Regions from separate parts of the Mus musculus genome. Here region 2 is linked to region 1. The links are chromatin contacts, called in public promoter capture Hi-C maps. All regions are on one chromosome and are shown on one strand. Each heading gives the region's core, a stretch centred on a gene start, on an enhancer-like site or on the middle of the called end of the contact. The rest is flanking DNA. Distances are from core to core; before and after follow the strand shown.

What was found. Promoter capture Hi-C pulls out the DNA fragments that hold promoters and counts their contacts.
Region 2: a contact with region 1 is called in a promoter capture Hi-C map of liver, with 3 times the contacts expected there. The contact joins the promoter of Armc8 here to the promoter of Zbtb38 in region 1. A contact is called at or near these places in 4 of 39 promoter capture datasets (the C10 cell line, liver and pre-B cells).

Annotation. Positions count from the first base shown.
Region 1 is chr9:96,718,472-96,721,272 of GRCm38.p6, reverse strand. It overlaps Zbtb38 (zinc finger and BTB domain containing 38), which reads left to right and starts at 1,423. Exons shown (of 3, transcript NM_001359959.1): 1 at 1,423-1,487.
Region 2 is chr9:99,567,473-99,570,273 of GRCm38.p6, reverse strand. It overlaps Armc8 (armadillo repeat containing 8), which reads left to right and starts at 1,375. Exons shown (of 22, transcript NM_028768.3): 1 at 1,375-1,672. The coding sequence starts at 1,628.

The DNA.
Region 1 (2,801 bases), core at 174-2,673:
AACCTTCAATGCTCAGACGTGTCTGAAGTTAGAGAGCACTTACAATGCTAGGTGCTATTGTAAATGATCCACGTGTATTATTTAATTCAATTTAAAAAAATCACCTAGGAGGTAGACATTAATACTAAAACATATTGCATGTTAGGTACCAAAGCTGAAGGTCAGAGAAGTGGCCGTACATAGCAACAAACCTAGGCTGTCAACACAGGCCTGCTGAATCCAGAAGGCCAACCAACCTTGCCCGCTACCTCCCACCGGTCCCAGGGAATCAGCCACAGCCATACAGCTTACAGACTTCCCAGTCTTTGTGCACCAGTTTTCCCGAATTTTAAAATCATCTTCAGAGTTTCTAAAAGCCTCAATGGAAACACAAACAGGCAATTAGACCACGAGTTTCTTCAGTTTTGTTTTTTAAGGCTGGTATCTACCATTGCCAACAAGTTAGATCAGGTCTTGTGGAAGTTCTCATTGGCAGTTATGTAGACAAAAACATTCAAGCTCCCTTTTTTTTTAAGGGGAAGATGAATCATTACTTAATACATGCAGTTTAGTGGAGTTAATCTGTGAACACTGGCCTATGGAGCGAGAGAATAAAAGGGTGTTTGGCATCGAGAAGGTCGGGAACTGCTCGTTACATGTGTATGCACGTTGCCCAACCTGTCAGCCTTCACAACTCTGCATTTTTTTAAGTGACACCATTCTTCCTGCATCGTTTATGGGGCTTTACTTTGCATATAGTATTAAAAATCTACTCAGCTCACCAAAATGATCATATTCTTAATGTTTGGTCAAGGAACTGGGGTGCATAAATGGCAAGTACTGTATTCCAGGAAAATACCCTTTTTCAAAACCTTAAGGTTTTGCCAGGGAGCGAGTCGTTTTCCAAAGGACACACACACACACACACACACACACACACACACACAAAATCAAAAACTAAAAACAAACAAAAAATACTAAAGACTCAATGCTGGATGGTTCAAAACAAACACCTGCACTTAGGTGTGCGTGGGGCAGTAGGTGCCACACTGCGAATCTGTGTGGGAAGGATGTCAGCGGGCAGTCGGTGGCTTTTATTTTTTTCATTGCATGAAACAGTTCTTATACCATGGTGGGAAATAATCCAGGCGTCCCCTGACAGCCATGAGAAAGCACAGGTGACACCCTGTTCTCAGAATTTGGTGCGGGTTAAAACTGCATAGGGTGCCCGGGGCCTGCTCGGTGGCTGCGCAGCATCTGTGCGAGCCTGGCTCTGCCGCAGTGGCGCCGGGGGGTGCGGGAGCCTCGCGGCCTGCAGCGTCCCGGAAGCCCTGCGCGTCGGCGCCCGAGGTCGAGCGACCGTCCGGCCTGCACTGCACCAGGGGCAGACCGGGGCGTCCGGGCCCAGCCGCCGGCGTCCATTTTCTGGGCGGCGCTGCGGCCGGACTCGCAGGTCCGGAAGCGCCATGGACCCCGCGGGAAGCGCGCGGGCGGCGGAGCGGAGCCCCGTAAGTGCGCGGGGTCCGCGCGACTCCGGGGCGTGGAGGTGGGGAGGCGGGAGCCGGTGGGCAGCGCTCGCGCCGGGCTGCAGCGGACGCGGAGCGGAGCGGAGCCTACGGAGCAGCCAGCGTCCGCAGGTGCCCGCGTCCCGCCCCACCAGGCTCGGCTGCAGGGGGGCAGCGGGGAGTGACGCGCACCTGGGGCTCGGGACTGTCGCGCCTCCCCTCCGGTGAAGCGCAAACCCGGGCTGCTTCCTGACCCTACCCGTTCGCGATGAGATCCTAGTGCGACACCAAGCCCCTGGAATTGAACCGGATGTTCAAAGGCAGGGCCCTGCCTCCAGGGGTTGCAGCCTTGGCCTCCTGCTCCTGCTTGCTGCAGCCGTCTGTCCGTTGGGACAATTCAACAGTCAGCCTTTAGACACCTCTTTGCAGGTTAGCTGATAAATAACCTGAGATTTTAATCTGTCTGCGCTTCCACTTTATAACTCCTGCTTTGCGGTGGGTAAGTGCCTGGTTCCCATTCTGGATATTGGGCCTGATTGGAAAACCCTTGTAATGATCGGTTCTAAATGATAACCGTTTATGTTGCGTATGCATATTTGAAAGGTTAAAGGGCATTCACCTAATTGGGAAGCTCAAGTGCTTGCTCTGGTTCGCGTGGCTGGAAAGACTCGTTTTGTTGTGGTTTCAGAGAAACTTATAGCGTCTTACAGTAGCTAAGATCAAAGAGCAGAGTTTGTGTTTTGTGACAGGGTCTGGTTAAGGAGCCTAGAATGGTTAATAGGTTAGCCCAAGCTGGTTTCGAACTTGCCACTTGCAGCGGTTGACTGACTGCTAGGATGATAGGCCTTCTACCAGTGTTTTTCCAGGACCAAACACGCATTAGAATTCCTTTGATGGGTCATTGCTGAAAATTTTGAAAAGATTAGAATATATAGTGCGAAAAGACTAGAAAAAGTAACCGTTGCACACAGTACAGATAAGCATAGTTTAATGAAGCCTTTGGCTTATATAACATCATTTGTAATAAAATGGGTCACTGTCAAAAAAGCCTTTAAGACTCCAATTTAGCGTTCTGTGGTGGGGATTTTGCACCCAAATCAGACTGGGTTTGTGCTGATGTTAACCTGGGTTTGAATCCCGACACTCACCCAGGGTGACCTCCAGAAACAGGTTCACGGCACTGTTTGCAGCTGTAAAATGGGGAACTGTTCCCTACAGCTGAGGGGTGTTACGGAGATTTACCCATCCGCTGAGAGCACTTGGTGGAGTTCCCGATGTCCTAAAGGCACCTCACATATACTAACGGCAATGACTTTT
Region 2 (2,801 bases), core at 126-2,625, 2.8 Mb before region 1:
GCTGTCCTCTGGCCAGGACATGTGTGAATCCACATACACACACACACACACACACACACACAATAAATAAATAAATGAAAAATCATTTTAAAGAAAATATATGGAGTTGGGAGAGTCACCTAGTTCTTCCTCGAGGGAGGGGTTTCCTAGAAGATGTATTGCCCGAGTTTCTGGGTGAGGTATAGCTCACACATATAGAGACTATTGTACAATTGTCAATGCTTTTGTGTGCTATATACAATTACAATTTGCCTGGTTGTAGCAGGCATACTAGGACGTGATTTTAGGTGTTACATGGGTGGACAGATGAACATTTAAATGTATTTATGAATGGTAATATGTACTAGAATAAAAAAGAATACAACACATTTGATTTCACAGACTTGATTTAGGACAAGGCTAACAATCTTAAATGGGCTCAATCTGGCTTTAAATAAAATTACTGAATGAGTAATAATTCCTGTGTAAAGAGTGGGAAAGACTGTAGTTACAGAGCTTAGGATATACCGCTACAGCACCAGGGTTCTCTTAAACTTCCAGGCTTTCAGAAGTGCAACACTTTGTAAGAGACTTATAAGCAAGGGTGATAAGTGATACAATAAATGTAGACATTAAAGTACAGGAGGAAATGAGAAACAATGGGAGAGATATGCTTTTACTTAAAGAGCACTGGGAGGTGAGTGGAGTTGAGGTAACAACCTGAATTAGGGATGGCTTTACTTTCAGAATATTTTAGTAGGAAACATTCACATAGTTTAATTCTCCATCCCCCATTTGACCTAAAGGCTGGAAATAATTCTAACACACAGACAACGTAAGGCTTTCCACATTCCAGGCATTTTTGTTGTTGTTGTTGTTGTTTATTGGGCCATTTATTCTCATTAGTCCTTATTTTACAGTCGGGAGAAGTGAAATAAATATAAAGAGGCTAAGAACCTTTCCAAAATATTGGCACTAACGAAAAGCAGCTAGGATTAAATCCAGGCGTCCTGGCTGTGGAGAACCCGTTCTTACCAATATACCAGAGTAAGTGGGTCGGGCACGCAACGCTAAATAAAGCAGGTCATAGTTAACTGTTGAAGCGTGAGGCGATTTTCATTGCAGGCAGAAGACCTAGTTTTGAGACCAGTTTCTCCAGCTTTAAGAGGGAGAGAATACTGAAACTAGGGAATGGTGTAGAGTGAGATAATGAATGTGAAAGTGAACTTCAGACTCCGTAGATAGTAACTCCACCTACTAGCGGTTAGGAAAGAAAACCTGTAAACTGAAATTTAAGAGTGCGGACAGCTCGTCGAGCCAGGGTGAGGCTCCGCCCCCCACCCGCGGAAGGTGGGGCAGGCAGGCTTCTGCGCATGCGGAGGCCGCTGCCCGCGCCCACCTCTGACCCCAGCCGAGAGTAGCTGCTGTTTCTGAGAGGACGATTCGTAAGCCGGGGTCCGGCGCGGTTTCCCAATCCCTCGCCCTTCTGCCCAGCCCCTTCGGTGCTCGAGCGACGCCTGGGGCGCGGTCTGTTCTGGGCAGCTTGCCTGGGCTTTCTACAGAGGCTCCGGCTGCAGGTCACATAGGTGGCTGTCGAAAGTGCCGGCCGCGCGCCGGCGCCGGCAGCAGCCGGGTGGGAAGGCTCAAGATGGCGTGCCTGTTGGAGACCCCAATCCGCATGAGCGTCCTCTCGGTGAGTGACCCGCCCGGCGCGGGGCAACCCCGGTCCTGCCCACAGCATTACCCCGGCGCCCTGAGCCTCCCGAGCACCACCCACTGCGGTGGCCTCAGCTGGGATGCACGCGACCCGGGCCGAGTCGGAGGCGTCTCCTACTCGAGAGCTCCCACCGGTGCGGGTTCCCAGGACGGCGGCCGTTCGGCCGGCGGGGAGGTCGGGCTCCAGGCAGCCGGCCCATGGGCGCGGCTTGGGTTTGGCCGAGCCTTCTCCCGTCTTCCTCCCTGCGCTGTTGCTTCTCGGGACGGAGCTCGCTGCCTGCGAGGGTTCAGGACAGGCCTGGAACCTAGAGTCCACTTCGCTCTCCAGGGCTGTGGCTAGAAGAGGTGCGAACTCTTAAGCTGCCACAGCACAGAGCTGCCAGACCAGGGCTGTGCGTCTTCTGTCAAGTCCCTACCACCAGGGCACCTGCCAACACCGCTTGCTTCTTGGCAATGGAGGTTTTCACATCAGCTGCAACTCGCGCTATTGTGTATGGTTATTTAAACCGCTTTGCTGTGCTCTGCTGTTGAGGTCCGGGCTCCGAGACTAGAGAAACTATGTTTCTAATGTCCGGTGTTTGATTTTTCTTTAGGGAGAGCAAAACATTTTAGGAGGGACCAAAAAGTCGGAATGAAAAAGAATAGGTTCCCCCAGTATTTGAAAGAAGGGAACGTATTGATATACCTAGAAGAAATATCAGGGTTTTTTTTTTCTTAAATTAAAAAGAAACAACAAAAAGCAAAGAAGGCGACTTTCGCCTTCCGCTATAATGTCCTTTAAACAAACAAACAAAAACAAAAAACAGGACCAGGAATGAAATGAACAAGAATGAGTGTTGTTGGGAGATAACTCTGGGAGGTTTGACCACAGATTTTAGCAGTTGGACTCCAAATAGAGCCTACCAATGATTCAGTTGTTGTTGGAAGTAAAGAAATAGGCGGGCAAAGAATCATCTTTTAGACCTGTGGAGACTTACCGAGATGGCAGTTGGATTATAGATGGCTTGTCAGATTCCCTATAGTCTTGCAACTCCAACCGGTTTCTTTCCTCTTCCCTGACTCTCACACAAACACACTTTTGTGTTCAAAGGCACTAGGTACATCAC